2 separate regions of the Astyanax mexicanus genome follow, and region 2 is linked to region 1. The links are chromatin contacts, called in public Hi-C maps. All regions are on one chromosome and are shown on one strand. The core of a region is the stretch at or near the end of the contact, and the rest is flanking DNA. Distances in the headings are between cores, read along the strand shown. Region 1 holds the start of marchf7 (membrane-associated ring finger (C3HC4) 7). Region 2 holds the start of wdsub1 (WD repeat, sterile alpha motif and U-box domain containing 1).

Region 1 (5,400 bases), core at 1,218-3,717:
TGTTAAATTAATAGTATTGTAAAACACAGTGAAGGCTGTATGAATAAGTTCAAGAGATGCTTGCGGTCAACATAACCTAAGCCAATGAGAAATTTATTAAAACTAGCTTACCAGTACCTTAGCTAGCTAACAGACTTAAGTTACATCCACAATCAGCCATACATCTGAATATACCATTAGCTTAGGATACCTATGCCTTAGTGGTGAGATATTTTGCATAAGGTTTGCTGGTTTTGCTATTTTGTTATCTATAGCAGATTTGTGTACCCCCATCTTACATAGCACTGTTCTTACCGGCTCTAAGAATGTGTGTGGTCCTGCCATTTTAAAATGTTCCAATCAGTGGTCAAAATTAAATATAATACGAATAATTACCCCATGCTTCCGTTTTTTAAACTCAATTTTCATCAATCAAATTTAGTCATAGTTCTTGTTTTCCAGTATTCATTTTTAGGTAGTTCTCATCTTATTTTCATCATAAAAACAGATCCTCAACATAGTTTGAATTGACAAAGGAGAAACTCAACAACTACAAAACCAGAGACCAATAACTTCACTCAGAACAACACACAGATGAAAACAGCTACTCAGAGATACTCCCATATTTATCAATTACATTTAACATTTAACCCTATAGAAAGCTTTTTTACCCCATTAAGCCCCTCTTGGATTGCTTCTTTTTTATGACATCTGTACATTTTGGTGTTATTCACATTTCTCTCCCAATTTACACAGAAAGTAAAGCTGAAATGAATTTTAGCTTGAGCTAGGTTGTTATTCACGCAGCAGGGTGTACCCTACATAGGAAAAAACACAAACACACACACCCTTCATGTGAACAGAGCCATGCCTATATTTGAAAAAAAAAAAAAGTATATCCAGTTCTTCTAGTGTAACTAGAGATAAAACACCTTGAGCTTTTAAACAGTTTGCAAACTCAATATGTTGCTGATAGATAATATTCTTCAGGGAAATGTTTTTGACAGGTAAAATAGCTAAGCAGCCCCTTTTTTCCTAGCTATAGTCAAATCTATTCCATCTAGCTATAACTTAGATACAGCAAAATAATTATTATAACGTTACCAGCTGATCAGATGATATTCAGGTAGAGATTGCGCTGCAATAAAATACATTAGTTAGCTAGCTAACCTATCTAAGCCATTAAAACACATACCTGATAACAAACAACATTATTGTTGTTGATTAATCAACAGCATTAAGTGTTGAAATTCAGACATGAATTTAACGTTAAGCAAAGTATTCAAACGGATGTTTCTCTTTTTACACTTACTGGTTTTATGATGGGTGCTAATAATAGTAACAGTTATAGAACTGAAAAGTTATAGAACTGACACCTTATACACTGCAGCAACACAAGTACAAGCTATACATATACAATACAAGCAAGATACACATATTTGAAGTACGTAAAGTTCAGCACAAACAACACATATAACGCTAGCTTACCTCGTTATAACCATAACGTTGAAATAAAACTAAACCAACGTAAAATAAACTAGCTAAACAACCTAGTTGTTTCGGTGCATCAGAGCTAGAAAATGAACGTTGATTTGACATACTGTTGCTATGTGGGACACCACTGACCTTTCAAAATGTCTGTCTGTCTGTCTGTGGCCTCAGGAGAACAACGTTCAAGCACCACGACTCGTGGTGGGCTTCGTCAAACTTGCAACACAACAACTAACGCTAGTTAACTAAGCTAGCGAGAAGTCAGTAATAAAAGCGCAGTACACTCAATTCAAGTCGAATACAGATGACAACAGTGAAGTTAAAAGTGTCTAAACGGGTGAGCGCTGAGAAATATTTTGGTTTTTGTGCGACAAATCGACACAGTTCCTTATTTTTATATGCACCGAAGAGGAGGAACTATTTAAAGCCCAGTCGAGTTAACTAACATAACATAACCCAGCTCCTCCAGAACCTGTCTATGAGTTTACACATTTAACAATACCAGAATGCCATATTTCACAGACATTTCACAGAACTGGGATAATCCTGAGGATTATGTTTTACTGTCAGCAGCAGCAGTCAAACAGAAAAAAAGTCCAGGCCTTGTTTTTGGCCGTGTTTGCTTCGCGTTAGCCTGCTAGCTAGCCATTTAGAAACAAGCTAGCCAGCTGGTGTTAGCTAGCCTGCTTGCTAACCCTGTCTACCAACTCTGAGCACTTTTAGCTAATGCTAATGCTACCTACCCACAAAACAACAAAGCTCTGCCCCGCTTTTCTCTCACAGCCCACTGACCGCGCAGCCCCCGGGTTATGTGAGCGTGTATATGTTTAGTTAGTCAGACACTCCGTATTAAACTCGGTTAAATGTGATTTAATCCGCAGCGCACAAAGCAAAAGTGTCTCACCTCTGATTTTCCGTTTCTCTGCTTTTGGTATTAATGGCGGCTGTGTATTGATATAGGGCAGGTCATGTGATCGCCAGTTTCGCCTTGCTCGCTGTGCGGGCTGATTGACAGGGCGTTCACCCAATTAACAAGTCGGAACGACCACAGGTCCCGCCCTCTTTCTCTCGGCTGTGCAATCAGATCGCTGATTTAGTTTTAACTCGGTGTGATGGAGTGTCTCCCGTATTTGTACAGAACAGTTGAGTTGTAGCGCTATAAATCAAATAATATTAATGACAGCACATGCTTTAATTAAACACGAAACAAAATCTCCACAGAACTGAATTAAGACTGAATTAAAAATGGACTTGCGGTTTAATGAAATCATTATAATTATACACTATTTGATGATTTGAAATAAAAGCAGGCAGATGTTTTATTTAGTAGATGTCAGTCATTGGTTTAATTGGCCGGCAGAGGGCGGTGCGCCGCACCAATTCACCAATTCGTGATCTTTCCCTTTGCGCTTGGAGTTCTGTTTGCACGGAGCCACATGGTATTTATCCTATCAGCAGTATAATTAGAAATGCTGTATGCTGCGAACGCGATAATGAGACATTAATTAGAATAATAAACATCAGCGCTATTGTGCTTAAGTCTTAATGCAGTATGTACACAAGCGTTCACTACGCATTCATAATGAAAGAAAATGCTAATACACAGGGTACTAGATCAGTGCTGTCCTGCTGAGACTGTGTTCAGACTCCAGAGAAATCAGGTTTGTGTCTGAAATCAGATTTGTTGAGACAACTGTTTCACACAGTTCTTTGCAAGTAATCAGATCAGTTTTACGTGTCTGGACATCACAAACTAATCTGTATTCGGTCATTGTTTGTTGTATGTGATCAGATTTGAGCTGGCAATTTCAGAACACGAATGAATAAAATAGATACATATTTTTGCACTATAAGAATAAGACTTAAAATCCTTTAATTTTCGCAAAAATTTTCAGAGGTGAGTATTGTTGATCTGTTTGGGTGAGCGCGCAGTTTTTCAGTTGTTCACGAGTTGTTCACCGAGTTGTCTTCAGTAGTTGGGGGGGGTGGGCGGAGTTGCCGCCGTTCTCCTTCAGTTGTGTACTGACTGAAGGAGAACAGACAGTTCTATATTCTGATTGGCTCAATGAGAGTACATTATAATATAAAGCTGATGGATTGGCTAGCGGGAGAAATACCATGTGTGGCGTGTGAACTTGCTGAGGTGCGTGTGTCAGAGAACACTGAGAGACTTGGGAACACTGCTGCTAACCCTGGCTAGCACTGCTGGAGCAGTATTAGCATTAGCCGCTAACCGAATTAAGCGCTAACTCTTTTGCCGTTCTGAGGTGAGTTTATCGGGTTGGAGTCTGTGTGTTTACTGTGTTAGAACAAGCTACATGGGATGAACCTTTATCGCCCTGGCTTACCGGAACACTCAGGGTTCCTTAGTGTAGCACTGTCAGGCAGCATTAGCCGCTAACCGTAGCTAGCATTTTCTTTAGGAGAGAAAACTGTGTAGATTAACGTCCAGCTTTTTTATCAGTTGCAGTTTTGTTTACTTAGCTTAGCTTTACAGGAGAGACCTGCTGAATTAAAAGGAAAACATGGTGACACCCCTGTTCCTAACTAGTGTAGCATAATGTGCCTTATAATCCGGTGTGCTTTATGTATAAAAATAAACCAGAAAATAGACATTTATTGATAGTGCACCTTATAATCCGGTGTGCCTGATATTACGAAAAATACGGTACTCAAGTATTTACACCAGCATTATGTGAGAATTTGTATTTTTTGCTCATAACCTCCCACTTCAGTTGGACAATGTAATTTATTTGTCCTCCACTGCAGTAAATACGAATTAGGCTCCGCCTTTTGGACATCTGTACATGTTGACAAAAGAAACAGAACTGGAATGTTAATTGTGTCTTGTAACTTATGTGGTTTGCAGGACTGTTCCTTTTATAACATCAACCTCCCTAAGTACTCCCTAAGCACTGCAGATGACAATTAGACATTAGAAATTAGAAATCTGGCATGCTTACATAAATAAAACATCCAAATAAAAAAAAAATAATTTAAATGCAACATTATGTAGCATTTTTACCTCAAATTTACCTCAAACTTTACCTCAAATCATGTTATTGCCCCAATGACCTTGTAGAAAAAAGTGATCCCCTAGTTGCCCCTTGTTGTAATAAATGTAAATAAAATAAATGGGATGCAAAGGTGCCGGTTTAACTTTTTTAGTAATAAAAATGCTTTAATGAAGCGCCTGACCTTTACTAGATAAGTGTCCCAAATGGTGCCCTTATACTGGTAGAGAAAACGGGAGACTGTTGTGTAGACAGTATCTTCTACAGGTGGCACACCAGTGGTGACAAAGTAAATTTTTGTCAATGATGGTATTAAAAATCTGTTTTATCCATTCATCCAGGGACAAAATATTCTCATGAATGGCATCAGTGTGCTTCTGCTAAAATTCCAGCAATGCCAAATGTATTCATTATAAATCAAAGTCTGATAGTTTTCCTCAGGAGTTTTTCAGCCAAAGACAGCTTTTTGCTGCCTACCAGATACATGAGCTACTGTGAACATGGAGGTATCATAACAGCCAACTCAGTCTTCATATGCACATTCACTCACTGTTAAACCAAAGAAACATTAAAAGCAGGAGAGAGTCCTCACTAAAATCTCTAAATTCATCCATTCACTCTGAAAGGGGACTGCACCACTTTACCATATTAAAAGTACTCTTCCACATGCTCAGTGCATAAACCCACAAATATTATGGACTCTCGCTTAAAGGCTGGTATGCAAAAGCAGAGACATTCTTTAGCTAAGATGCCAACAAAGGGATGATCTGTAATTCAGTGGAACAAAGCCTACACCTAAAGAAACTCCCCTGCTGTTTGCTGGTTCTAGCTGCCTGTTGTCAGGCTTGGCCTCCTGCTATGGCTGTCATTAGGCTGGAGGTTAAATGTTTAGAAAGTATCAGCAATAGGTTTGGAT
Region 2 (5,770 bases), core at 81-2,580, 200 kb after region 1:
GTATGTGTGTGTCTGAGAGTGTGGATGTGTGTGGCACGGACCTATTAAAAGGATGTTTTTAAAGCCACTGGCTGATACTTTGAGTCTTTTCTTATTACTCTGATGAATGATGAGTAATATCCTATAAAAATAAAAATGTATAATTTTACTGAGGAATAAAGCCCTTTATTATAAAGCTATAATCAACAGTCAGTTATCAGAATTTAATCCATTCAGTATGTTTCAAGGCTCTGCTTACATATGTTAGTTAGCAAGATACAGCTGGAAAAAGACCATTTCAGTTTCTGAATCAGTTTCTCTAATTTTGTTATTTATAGGTATATGTTTGAGCAAAATGAACATTGTTTTATTTTATAGACTACGTAGAACATTTTTTTCCAAATTCCAAATAAAAATATTGTCATTTAAAGCATTTATTTGCAGAAAATGAGAAATTAATGAAATAACAAAAAAGACGCAGAACTTTCAAGTTCATATTCATAAAGTTTTAAGAATTCAAAAATCGAAATTTGGTGGAATAGAAAAACCCTGGTTTTTATTCAGTTTCCTTGCATCTTGGCATATACTCCTCCACCAGTTTTACACACTGCTTTTGGATAACTTTATGCCACTACTGGTGCAAAAATTCAAGCAGTTCAGCTTGGTTTGATGGCTTGTGATCATCCATCTTCCTCTTGATTATATTCCAGAGGTTTTCAATTTGATAAAATAAAAAAACTCATCATTTTTGTCCACAGCTGTATATTTGCACAAAGGTATTAATTTTGGCAGAAAACGGTGAGGGAACCATAATTCCAGAAACCAATAATATATTTGTATTATGTTAAATGTGAATTAAAAAGGATTAACGAAAAAGTAAAAAAAAAATATATATATATATAACCAATTACCCCTATTAGGGTTAAGGTTGGGGTTAGTATTATAGTTAGGGTAACTGTAATAATAGTAAAAAAAAACAAAAAAACAATGCATTATTCAATGTAGTTTTGTTATTTAATCCAAACAAAATAAAAAAGCTTCATTTAAGCACGCTAGGGTTTTCAGTGTATTCTCTTTTGTGGCACAAACAGACCCAACACACTTAGATTTAACCAAATAGGGACTTAATCAGAGAGCCTGAAGGCAGCAAACACAGTAAAAACATAAAACTACGCTGAGAAAAACAAATTAAAGGAATAATAACCTGTTCACACAGACATCCACTCCTGATTTACTGGTGTTGTGTGTGAAGTACAGATCAGCAGCAGCAGCAGAGCGCCGCCGCTCCTCCCATAAACAAACAGCACGTGATCTCCGCACAACGTCACGCTAACGTCAGGAGGAAGCAGGAGGGAGACGGTGAGGTTGTTGTGTTTTCTCTTTAACAAGTAAGTAATTCTCTCTCTCCTGTGTGGCGGAGCTTCAGTTCAGCTGGAGGACAGTGAAGAGTTAAAGCGGGTAAAACTGTACCGTGTGAACCCGGTGAGTGAGTGAGCTCCAGCTCCGCGGGGTTAGCGCCGCGGCTAAACCAGGTTTACTAACCTACTGATTTCTGAGAGACTCGGGATCAGTATTAACCGATTATTCAAACTGTAGATAGAGATATTTAACACTTTTGTAATGTAGAAAAGCTCGGAAACGCGTCTCTTCAGGAGGTCAGAATACTGAGTATGAAAGTGGAGATAAATGTTTAAATATACTTTATTGATCTTGAAATTACAATAAAATAAAAGCAACATCAACAGTAGATAATAAAGATAAAACAAAGGTTCTGCTACAGTTATAAAAGAAAATACATATATGTTTATACCTCTACCTACACACTGCCTGGTAAAAAAAAAAAAAGAAAGGTCACCACCTGGATTTTATTTACACACTTCAGTTTCTGAATCAGTTTCTCTAATTTTGAGTAAAATGAACCATATTTTATTTTATAGACTACGTTCAACATTTCTCCAAAAATTCCAAATAAAAATATTGTCATTTAGAGCATTTATTTGCAGAAAATGAGAAATGGCTGAAATAACAAAAAAGATGCAGAGCTTTCATTTCATTTCAAATAATGCAAAGAAAACAAGTTCATATTCAAGTTGTAAGAGTTCAGTAATCAATATTTGGTGGAATAACCCTGGTTTTTAATCACAGTTTTCATGCATCTTGGCATGTTCTCCTCCACCAGTCTTACACACTGCTTATACACTGCCTGGTCACAAAAAGGTCACCACCTGGATTTAATTTACAAATTGGTAAGAGCCTCCCATTGGATAATTACTGAATGGGTGTTTGTTTAAACTGTCAGTTATTTAACCCTAACTGATGCAGTGAGTAGCTTCTCATTTACATCATAAACCATCAGGTGAAAAAAAGACACTTCCTGTGGTTGTGGAAAAAATGTTAATCTGTTTCAGATGGGTCACATTATTGGCAGAGAAAACATCTAAGGAGATTGCTAAACCTACTAAAATCAGGTTGCAAACTAAGCATGTTGGAAACATAGGAGTTCAGACCTGAACTTTTGACAGAAATAAATGTTGACATTCCAGAGGCTTCTTGAAACATAACCAAAGCTAAAACTAAAACCTTTCTCACATTGTATATCTCTGCCTCTATGTCTTTTGATCTCTCTAGCTGTATTCCCCTTTCCCTCTTTATCTTTTCCCCTCTCTGTCTCTCTTCTCTCTCTCTCTCTCTCTCTCTCTCTCTCTCTCTCTCTCTCTCTCTCTCTCTCTCTCTCTCTCTCTATCTCTCTCTCTCTCTCTCTCTCTCATATGGCTAGTCTACACCATTCCAGAACCCCACTAATACTGTAAATGCTTTCCCTCTTCCTTTCTGACAGGGACCACCCAGTGTCCGCTCAACATGGTGTCTCTCATCTGCAGCTTACAGAACCACCTGGATGATGTGAACTGGTGTGCGTTCTCCTCCACCCTGCTGGCCACCTGCTCAGCAGATAAGACCATCCGGGTCTACTCCACCCGAGACTTCACTGAGCTGTCCTTCTCCCCGCTGTCTGGCCATGGCTACGGAGTCCACTGCTGCTGCTTCAGTCCCTGTGGGCAGTATCTGGCATCCTGCTCCACAGATGCCACCACAGTGGTGTGGAAGATGGACACCGGGGAGATCGAGGCTGTTTTTGAGCATCCGGGCAGGAGCCCTGTCAGAGTGTGTGCCTTCTCACCAGACTCCTCCTGGCTGGTGTCGGGAGCATCAGATGGCTCCCTGGCTCTGTGGGACTTCCCCTCGAGAGCTCTGCTCAGGTAAATTCAGCTTTAAAAGATCTGCAACAGATACCAGCCTCTATGTATCAACTAGTTCTGCAACCAAGAACAATTTATTATAACATTTAATAAAGAGTGCCAGTTTAGGCACTCTTTTCTTTTTTAGTTCTAGAGATTTTTGATAGTTGTATAAGGAAATCCAAAGCTAAAATAGTTGGTATGTTTTTATTAGAGATGCAGCAAAATGAATATTTTTGGCCAAAACTAAACAAAATGAAACATTTGGCCAAAGGCTGAATTTCAGGCAGGTTTTCATGGTTTTGTTCATCAATGAATACAATAAATGGCCTAAATGTAATTTACTTTCTTTTTAAATACAAAAGTGATAACAAAACAACAAAAAAAATCTTTAATGAACAATTATCTTTTCAGTATTCCAACAGAGAAACCAACAGACCACAATAAGTTTACCACAGCAGTGCAATTCTAATCATAAAATTACTTGAGCAGTGCAGTTTTAATCATGCTTTTTTTTTGGAGTACTATTTTACTTGTTAATATGTTTTAGAACTGCTATTCTAATCATATAAATAAATATACCTCAGTAGTGCTACTTGAGTCAAACATCAGAGATATTTGCACAGACAATGACAGCCAGTCTTTTGTAAAACAAGCAGATTTTCTCCTAGCCCGGTAATATCCTAGCCCTGTACAGCTAATATCTTTCAGCTGGATAACTGTGAGATTTTTGCAATAGATACCTATTATGATCAGAGATGCTAAACAATGTATTTATTTAATTTGTTTCATTTTATTTGTGAGAAAGAAATGAGCATAAAAATGAACTTAAACCTGTCCTTTGTTGGCTCTTCCTGCTGGCTCTATCCCACACTCCCCAACGGGTCCGGGAGGTGAGGAGGGGGAGAAGTGGGTCTCCCACTGCTGTTTACAGTATCGTCTGCTCCTCTGTTTAAGAAAAAAAACACAAAAAATCATTGTTTGGTGTAAATTATTGTGTGTTTTCTATTATTTAATTATTCATTCTTTTTAGTTGCTAAATGTTTTCGGTTGCCAAATATTCAGTGCATCACTAGTCTGTATTGTAATTTTTTCGCTGGTACAGAAGTACTTCTTTCTCTTTCAGGACTGGTTCAGTCCCAGACACTACGATGGTGGCCTGTTCTTTTACCCCTTGTGGTCAGCTGTTTGCCTCGGGTTCAACATACGGAGATCTGAGAATCTGGGACCTGAGTATGAACCAGCTTCACGCTGAAAAATACGCCCACGACCTCGGGGTGACCTGCTGCCAGTTTGCACCACAGATGATGAAAGGTATGAATAATGTTAGCATTGCTAAATATGTATTTTTTTTCCCTGTACTTACTTTAAATCTTAGCTCTGAACCCATTTTTGACCTTTGAGTTAAACTTAGTTGAACCACTTAAATCTGTGTTGACCTTTTTATGGGATTGGGATACTTTATTTATGTGCTAAAAACAGTAACATAATATGTGAAACATGCACATTGATCAATCTTTTCAATCTATACAGCTCAATAAACATAGCCACCAGCCACACAAACACAGCCACAAGACCACAAAAAAAGATGATAAACTAGCTTTTAGTTTACAATATTTAGACTGGTTCAGCATTTTTAAAATCTCTTTTTTTTCAGACATGGCTAGTTCTGTGATCCAGTTTCGTTTGGCATCCTGTGGTCAGGATAGCTTGCTAAAAATCTGGCTTATTTCTCGGGTCTCCACAACAGGTAAAGTGACTTTCATTTTCTATTTACTGCATGACTGCTGTCTGGTGTTCAGAATGAAAGACCAGATTAAAGGTAGTGTTCAGCATCATATCCAGAGATTATCTTAAAAAAGTGCTTTAAGCATTGCTGCACAGGTTGATGAAGCTGAGGGTCAGCCTGCAGTGCTTAAGCCATACATCACGCTCTCAAAAAGAAGCCTCTTCTGAAGCTGATGCACAAGACAGCCCACAAGAGCATGGATTACTGGAGTTTGTGGTCTGACAAAATGCAGATAAACTTGTTGGGCTCAGCATGTGTGGCAGCACTCTGGTGAGGAGTACCAAAATAACTGGGTACCACAATAACTGGGTCTTGCCTACAGTCAAGCATGGTGGTGGTTGCATCATGCTCGGGGGCTGCAGTTTATTAATGGATGAATTAACTTGAAACATGTACTTTGACATTCTGAAAGAGACCATGATGATCCCCTTTATTCAGAAAATGTTCCACATTGCAGTTTTCTAACATGATAACAACTCCATACATGGCTCCAAAAATGACAACTGCCTTGATGAGGTCATGGCCAAGTACGTCACCAGACTTAAACACAATTGATTGCCTGTGGGGCATCCTCAAGCCAAAGGTGAAGGAGCACAAGGTGTCTAAGCTTCACTAGCTCACCTTTTGTTTATTTGAAATGTCAATGTCACAGTCTTTAAGAGCCAATGCTAAAAACGTGTGATAAATATTATACACGCTTGATTTTATTGAAAGATTCCTGTTCATTTTGACATTTGAAATTTGTCTGCAACAGGGAAATCATTTG

The links. A called contact is a pair of places that touch in the nucleus more often than the background predicts.
Region 2: a contact with region 1 is called in a Hi-C map of muscle, with 3 times the contacts expected there. The contact joins the promoter of wdsub1 here to the promoter of marchf7 in region 1. A contact is called at or near these places in 2 of 3 Hi-C or Micro-C datasets (both in muscle).

What each region holds. Positions count from the first base shown.
Region 1 is chr5:40,110,063-40,115,462 of AstMex3_surface, forward strand. It overlaps marchf7 (membrane-associated ring finger (C3HC4) 7), which reads right to left and starts at 2,468. Exons shown (of 11, transcript XM_007248811.4): 1 at 2,375-2,468. LOC125802240 (a long non-coding RNA gene) reads left to right here and starts at 3,512. Exons shown (of 2, transcript XR_007439273.1): 1 at 3,512-3,737.
Region 2 is chr5:40,307,301-40,313,070 of AstMex3_surface, forward strand. It overlaps wdsub1 (WD repeat, sterile alpha motif and U-box domain containing 1), which reads left to right and starts at 1,331. Exons shown (of 14, transcript XM_049479067.1): 1 at 1,331-1,461; 2 at 2,816-3,236; 3 at 4,321-4,529; 4 at 4,873-4,965. The coding sequence starts at 2,839. It overlaps baz2ba (bromodomain adjacent to zinc finger domain, 2Ba), which reads left to right. Exons shown (of 37, transcript XM_049479816.1): 37 at 1-67.